2 separate regions of the Oryctolagus cuniculus genome follow, and region 1 is linked to region 2. Evidence: chromatin contacts called from public Micro-C data. All regions are on one chromosome and are shown on one strand. Each heading gives the region's core, a stretch centred on a gene start, on an enhancer-like site or on the middle of the called end of the contact. The rest is flanking DNA. Distances are from core to core; before and after follow the strand shown. Region 1 holds the start of NCOA7 (nuclear receptor coactivator 7). Region 2 holds the start of LOC100338244 (tRNA (guanine(10)-N2)-methyltransferase homolog).

What was found. Hi-C and Micro-C count contacts between places; a contact is called where the count stands out from the background.
Region 1: a contact with region 2 is called in a Micro-C map of ear pinna, with 4 times the contacts expected there. The contact joins the promoter of NCOA7 here to the promoter of LOC100338244 in region 2. A contact is called at or near these places in 4 of 6 Hi-C or Micro-C datasets (ear pinna, embryonic fibroblasts, skin fibroblasts and 1 more).

The regions. Positions count from the first base shown.
Region 1 is chr5:44,008,148-44,011,810 of mOryCun1.1, reverse strand. NCOA7 (nuclear receptor coactivator 7) reads left to right here and starts at 1,901. Exons shown (of 16, transcript XM_070073629.1): 1 at 1,901-2,039.
Region 2 is chr5:43,819,887-43,823,700 of mOryCun1.1, reverse strand. It overlaps LOC100338244 (tRNA (guanine(10)-N2)-methyltransferase homolog), which reads left to right and starts at 2,271. Exons shown (of 16, transcript XM_051854366.2): 1 at 2,271-2,357. It also overlaps the pseudogene LOC100347749.

The DNA.
Region 1 (3,663 bases), core at 652-3,151, 190 kb before region 2:
AAATTTAGGTAAATCAATAAGTACTCTGTGGAAAAGAATGAGTGAATAATCTTTAAAGAGTAAGTTTCTCATTTCTAAGCTAGGAGCATAAATCTTATTATGTTAGGATTTTCACCATAATAAGGTGTTATAATAAGAATGTAATATAATATGTAGTCCCAGAGAAGTTCCTGAAGACAGTTACATGATTTGCAATGTTTTTAAAAGGCTGACATTTTATAACTGAGGGTCACTACTTGTTAAATATACTGTTTTATCTTTTTCTCTAATACAAAAAGTAATTTGTTTCTTTTTTCTAAATGGATGCATGGTTGATCTATCCTTTTAAAAAACATAATGATTACTCGAAAAACAGAGTGACACAGGGAGGGAGACAGAGAGCATTCCCTGATTCATTTCCCAAATACCTGCAGCAGTCATGGCTGAGCCAGGCACCCAGAGCTCAACTCAGATATTCTATGTGGGTATCAGGGACCAAGTACCTGAGCCGTCACCTGTTACCTCGCAGGGGTGTGCATTAGCAGGAAGTGAAATCCGGAGTGCACCCGGGATGCGAGCTCAGGTACCCCTATATGAATGGGGCTGTGTCACAACCCTACCCCCAATTTGTTTTTTGACAAGACATAGGGTCCATGAAAACAGAAGAGGGCTGCTGGTAATGGAAGGATGGGAAGCAGTTTTAGAATTGGAGCCCAATGGACATTTTCTGTAGAAGCCACATTCAAAATTTGTAAATTTGGGTAGAGTAAGCACTGTCAAATTTTCCTCGATACTGGGTTTATCCCGTTACTTATACATCACATATGCACATATGTACTTTTATAATCAACTAATTCAGGATTTTGGACAAAATACCATAAACTGCATAACAGGCAGTTTTAAAAAATACAGTGGGGCTCTCCATCAGAGAGACTCGGGGAGCAGCCAAGTCACGTGGTGGATGTTTCCTGACTCAGCTCAGCGCCGGCAGGGCCCCCACCCCCACCCAACCTCCAATGTGCTAAAAGAACTCATCTCAAACAACTTCAGCTATCTTATTACAATTTGGATTTGCCAGGGCACAAGTTTCTCTTTTGCCTGATGTTTATTAACCTTAGATTTCAAAATCATAAGAGCACTCATCAAAGAAGTATGAGAGCAGCTCCGACTCTGGAGATTTCCAGCCAGGTTCTTTTGCTACAATGAAATCAGCTCTTCATATTTCAGAAACCAAATGTTTCCTTTCTAAACCCTAACTGGTTTACAAATAGCACAATGCCTACAGATACAAAGGGGGAATATGCCTCATTCTCCACATTCAAACCAAAAATGTAAACCTGAAGTCTCCATTTAGACCCCTGGCAGAATGGGGAGATTATTTCACATGTGTTAACCAGGGTAACATAACTGCAACTGAAATCCCAAAGCCACCGCTGTTCAGTTCTTTGTTCCGCCTGCCAGAGACGATGTCGCAGCATAATCAGCAGCAGCAGCCCAGGGGACGCCACCCTCTCTGGGTCTGTGGGGATGGCTTTGGCCACACCAATGCAATGTCATCAGGCCAGCTGCAGGCTCTTCCTTGAGGTTTTGCTGTTGTTGACGACTGTAAGGCTGAACTCCGTGGCCAGGTCCTCCTAGTCATCACGCAGCACTGGTCATGGGACCGCAGAGGGAGCTGCATCCAAGTGGGGGTGGGAAGCTCACAGGCACAGGCCGGCTGCTGATGCAAATCTTCCCCAGGTTCTCTGGTGTCCCTGCCAAGAGGCAGCTGGGAGGGCCCCATGGCTACATGCCTATTGCTGTAAGATTGCAATTTGGCAGCATCCTGGAAGTTGTACGGGGACGGGCGGGGGAGGAGATGGTGGGCCCCTTTACTCAGCGCCTCGCCGGAAGGCACAGAAGGATGAATTCATTGTGGCCAGCGGTCCCCGCGCTGCAAGGAGAGTCAGGGGCTTCGAGAGCTCGGGGAGACGCTCGGGCCCCAGGTCTGCTCTCACAGCCCGACTTCCCCCCAAGGGTGTGAGCCAAGGCCGGCCATAGGGGCTGCAGCCCGGGGCGAGGTAAGCAGACCTTTGCAGGTCCTGCGGCCGGCGGCAGGCACGCGCTCGGGAGGCGTCACAAAGGGCCGCGGCCTGCAGAGGCCGCGCGCGCAGCTCTCCAGGGCGGAGCCGACGGCCCGGGCTGGGCTGTGCGGAGGCCGCCGAGGCTGCGGCAGTCGGGGGTGGCCGGGCGGCAGGCCTCCCGGCTCCGAGGTCCAGAGGGCAGGGAGCATGCGGCAGCTGCAGCCCGAGCCTCCGCGCCAGGCCGCCGAGCTCCCCGGGCCCCGCCGCCGCCGCGGAGGGGCGCAGAGCGCGCCGCCAACCGGGCGGAGCTAGAGGCGGGCATTTGCACCGCGTCGCGCCACCCGCAACTCCCCGCCTTCGGCCTGGCCGGGAGCCGTCGTGGCTGATGCGCTGACCGCGGGCGCAGCGGCCGCCGCGCGTGGGGCGAGGCCTGAGGCGTCCGGGCAGCGGCTGCGCCCAGCAGAGCGCGGACCCGGGGCTCCGCGGGCGCGCACCCCGCGCCCCTGCCTCCTCCCGTCGCCCCTCCTCGGCGCACGGTCCACCCCCAAGCCTTCCTTCCACCCACCCTAAAGGATGCGCTCCCCCGCGCCCAGCGGCAGAGGCCACCGCTCCCAGAAATGTGTGCGCCTGACCCCCTTCTCCGCGAACCCAGGAGCTGGCGCCCCCGCCCTGTAGGTAGGTGGGTGGGGCGGGGCCGGAGCTCGCGGCCGCCTGCGGCTGATGCTGCCGGGAGAGGCCAGGGGCCGGGGCCGGACCGGCCAAACTTGCCTCCCGCCGCGCTCCGGGGAGCACTCGGAGGTGTGTTAATGGCGCTGGGGCGCAGCCCCCTGCTACTCTGCAGACCTCTTGGTGGGCTGAGGAGGCCGGGCGGGGGCGAAGGAGAGCTTGACCCTTCCCCGGCCAGCCCCTGGGGGCATGTGGGGTGCGGGGTGGGGAGGACAGGCTGGCATGCGGGGATTGGCAGAGGGGACCGTTGGCATTTCAGCGGCTGAGGTGGAAATGTCACTGCGATTTTCCGACTGGATTAGCAGATGGCTCCTTCTTGTCTTTTTTAGCCCGAACAGGTAGACAGGCGAAGCATTCTGTTAGCGACAGGGAGCAGTCGCTGTGGCTTGCTGTGTTTCATTTCAGAGCTAGCTGGATGGCAAATAAAATTGGTAGACCAGACCTTTCCCGACAACAGTCTAGGGCAGGTTGAAAGAGTCCTTCTAGAAGTCGGAGTGTCCAGGAGGTGGGTGAGGCCGGGGTGGTGTTGTGCTGCCCAGTTCGGAGCCCGCGGCTCGGAGAAGGGCGGTGCTGGCGGTGAAGTTGGATACAGGTGTCGGGTCAGGCTCTGCCGCAGGGATGCGCCGGGTCAGCCAGCAGAGGCGCCTCGTGCTCAGCCCCGCGCCAGCCCGGTGGCAGGGTTTGTGTTTTCGAGAAACTGGTGATGAATGATTTTTTTTCTCCTCCAGGTAGGAACTTTGTGAAACAGAGCTTTTGACAAGATTATCTCTTCTCAGACCGTGATTCTTAATTTTATATTAAGAAGTAAGGTCTAGAGGTTGGGAAAATGGATCATTTGTAAACTCTGTTTAGGTTTAGAGATTTGGAGAGATGAATCAGTAAAAACTCCAACCCC
Region 2 (3,814 bases), core at 1,022-3,521:
CTCTCATTTCAGGGAAGAGTTCTACACTACACGTTTTAATTTGGGAGTCACTGGCAAATATATGTTGTTGAAAGCCACTGACTGCATAAGATGATCATGAGAATACAACTAAAGAGAAGAGAACCTAGGACCAAAGCCACCCAACAAGAAGACAGGCTTAGAAGAGGAGGCAGCAAAGCAGACTGAAAGGAAAAGCCAATCAGAAAGCTGGAAAGTCACAAAGTATATGCTATGATGGAAACCAAGAGAAGAAAGTCTGCCAAGGGGAAGAAAATGACTAACTGTCTCTGAAAAGCTGAGGACTAAAAAGTGACCATTAGATTTAGCAACATGGAGGTCACTGGTGACCTTGACAAGAGTTATTACAGACAGAGGTGGCAGCAAAAGCCTGGAAGGAGGCAGTGAGATAGAACAGAGGCAGGATTTGAGTTGGTCCAAGCAATTTCTTCGTGTTTACAAAAAGGAGCTCTGGCTCTCAGTTCTTCACTGAGATGCCTGCCTGGTCTTTTCAATGAACTCAGCTAGCGTGCTTATGGACTCTGTCCCATGTCTGAAATTCTTTTCTTGCATGAAGACAAGAACTTCTGATTAGTGGTCTCCTAGAACAAAAGGACTTAGATCTAGAATATGTATTTTAGAAAACCACTTACTATCATGTTCTCAAAACCGTGTATATGAAATTTGTTCCCTTTATATAAATAAAATATAAAAATTTTAAAAAATTCCATATGTAAGGCATACGAAGCATTTGGGGCCAGTGTCGTGGTGTAGTGGGTAAACTTGCTGTCTGAGCCTCTGGCATCCTTTATGGATGACAGTTTGAGTCCCGACTATTCCACTTCCAATCCAGCTCCCTGCTGATGGCCTGGGAAAGCAGCAGAGGATTGCCCAACTACTTTGGTCCCTACCACCCAGTGGGAGACCCAGAAGAAGATCCTGGCTCCTGGTTTCAGCCTGGCCCAGATCCAGCCATTGTGGCCATGTGGGGAGTGAACCAGAGGATGGAAAATTTCTCTCCCTGTCTCTCCCTCTCTGTCCGTAACTCTTTCAAATAAACAGACACATCTAAAAAAAAAAGAAAAGGATATGTCTCCAGAATATTTAGGGAACACATAATTCAGTAAGAATCCACATTTGAAAAAATGGGCAAAAAGTTTGAACATTTTATGAAAGAAGACACACAAATGACAAATAAACACATGAAAGACGCTCCTTGGTTTTCAGGGAAATTACAGCAGCTAAACTGTTCAGTGGGACACCCACATCATATGAGTGCCTGGGTTCAAATCTCAACTGTGCTTCCAGGTCCAGGCTCCTGCTAATGTACACCTTGGAGGGTAGTGGTGATGGTTTCTAGTGATTTCATCCCTGCCACCCACATGGGAGAAATGAATTGATTTATAGGCTCCTGGCTGCGGCCTGGCCCAGCCCCAACTATTGTGGATGGAGGATCTATCTTGGTTTCTCCGTGCCTTTCAAATAAAACTTAAATAAAAGGAAGTCTGTTTTCAAAAAAGTTTAGTGGGTTCTGGGGACAGATAAACCTTTCTCTGCACTTTCTCACTACCAACCAGTCTTCTGTTGATGTCAAGAAAACAAAGAAATAACTTAGGAAGTTATTGTACTAGTCAAGGTGAGGCACAAGGAATCATTGGCAGTGAATTTCTGGAATATCTGAGACGGTCAACAGGGCACCACATTCACTTGGCTGGGTGGAATATGAAAGGCTACCTTTTTTTTTTTTTTTTTTTTTGAGAGAACGAGAAGAGGGAGTGAGGGAGACACACACACACACTCTATCTGCCCATTCACTCCCAAAATGTCCCCAGTGGCCCCAACCACCTGAGCTATCCTTGCTGACTCCTAGGGTCTGCATGGGCAGGAAGCTGGGGTGCCCAGCTACTCTAACCTTTAGCATAACGCAGGCGTCTAACCTTTAGCATAACACCTGCTCCTAGGCCCTAATTTAGATTTAGCTAGTACTGTCGACAACAACAAAAAGAAAACCGAGACGTCAGGTTCAGGTTTACACATTTTGAGCTTATGCTGGTAAATATGTAGCACCACACGTGATCTATACTGAAAAGGCTCTAGAAATTTTGGTCGTCCTCTTACAACCTATGCATGTTTAAAATCAACCTTTAAGAACACTTGAGAAAAATAAGGGTGACACTCGTACTCTTCTGATACTCTGCCGTATGACGAGACTCGCAGGAGCGGCGATCAGAATACCCACCAGGCTTCACTCGGCAGACGTTCGGCGCCCCAGTGATGTCACCCGACGCACGGCGCGCTCCTCCATCTCGGCGGACGTCGTGCGTCCTTACCAACGAGGCGCCGGGGGCGGGCGACTCCAGGTAATGTCCTCGCTCGCCACCTAGTGGCTCCCGGAGGCGCCTTTCCTCTACCGGCGGCCTGGATCAGCGCATGCGCCCACCTTCCTGCCCGCTCCACCTCCAGGCGAAGGGCGACGCCTCGAGATAAAAGCGAGTAGGTGCGGGAGGCGGCAGCTGCGCGGGCCTAGGGGTCCCGGAAAAGCCAAAACTCTGTTCTGTAGGGACCCGCGCGAAGGCAGCCGGGGAGTGGGGGAGCTGACGCATGGAGCCGAGTCCCGACTGTGATGCAGCAGTCACTGCAGGACCTAAGGCGTCCTCCACGGAGACGTCCGCGGTCGCCACCAAGTCCTCGGAAGCCGAGGACTACGACAGCAAGTGCGTGTTCTGCCGGATCGCCCGGCAGCAGGAAACCAACACCGAGCTCCTGCACTGTGAGGTGGGCGGCGAAGCGCGGCCGGGCCACGGGAGGCCCGAGTTGGGGCGCTCCCGAGGCGGAGCTGTTTGTGCGTTGGGGTTGGGGAGCCGGGGCTCTGCCCAGCCCTGCAGACGGCCCCAGTGTCCCCGAGTCCCCCACCCTTGCTTCGCCCCGGGGCCGGTTCATGTCCCCCAGAGCTCTGAAGTTAGGAGAAGGGGAGAGGTGGTGCCAGCGGGACCTGGCCTAAAATGGCACTTTGTGGCTTGTGCGTTAATTACACGGATTCCCCCTAACTCCCTTCTAGATGCGAGTTTTGATTCGGATCACTTTAAGACTGATATTGAAAACTACTGGAAAATAAATCATGGCAATTGTGGAAAGCTGAGTCTCAAGTCCAACCATTGCTTAACAACCTCTGATTTCCCCTGAAATGTTGTCACTGGGATGTGTGGTAATCTGAGCCCTGAGCCTTTGCCAAGATATTGTAAAACAGATAACCTGATACACACCTGATCTCACTGGTGCCACTTTAGAGAAACAACCTTCTGGGAGAATCGGCGACAAAGATAGTGTCTGTTGTAGTTAGCCTTCCCTCCTTGCTTAGAAACAGATTGAATTCCATCAACCACCTTGTTTTGGAGATCCAATTGGAGAAGACAGTAAAGGCCAGTTTGTATAGAGGTTTTATCTTTGTGTGTGTGTGTGTGTGTGTGGTTGTTAAGATTTATTTATTTGAAAGAGTTAGGCAGAGAGAGAGAGAGAGAGAGAGAGAGAGAGAGATTCCATCCACAGGTTCACTCCCCAAATGGCCACAGGCTGGGCCAGGCCGAAACCAGGAGCCAGGAGCTTCATCTGGGTCTCCCATGTGGATGTTTGATCCCAAGCACTTGGGCCTTCTTCCACTGCTTTCCCAGGTGCACCTGCAGAGAGCTGGATCGGAAGTGGAGCAGCCAGGACTCAAACCTGCACCCACATGGGATGCCAGCGCTGCAGGCAGCAGCTTGATCTGCTATGCCACAACACTGGCCCCAGGTTTTTATCATCTTAAAAGGCAGAGTGAATA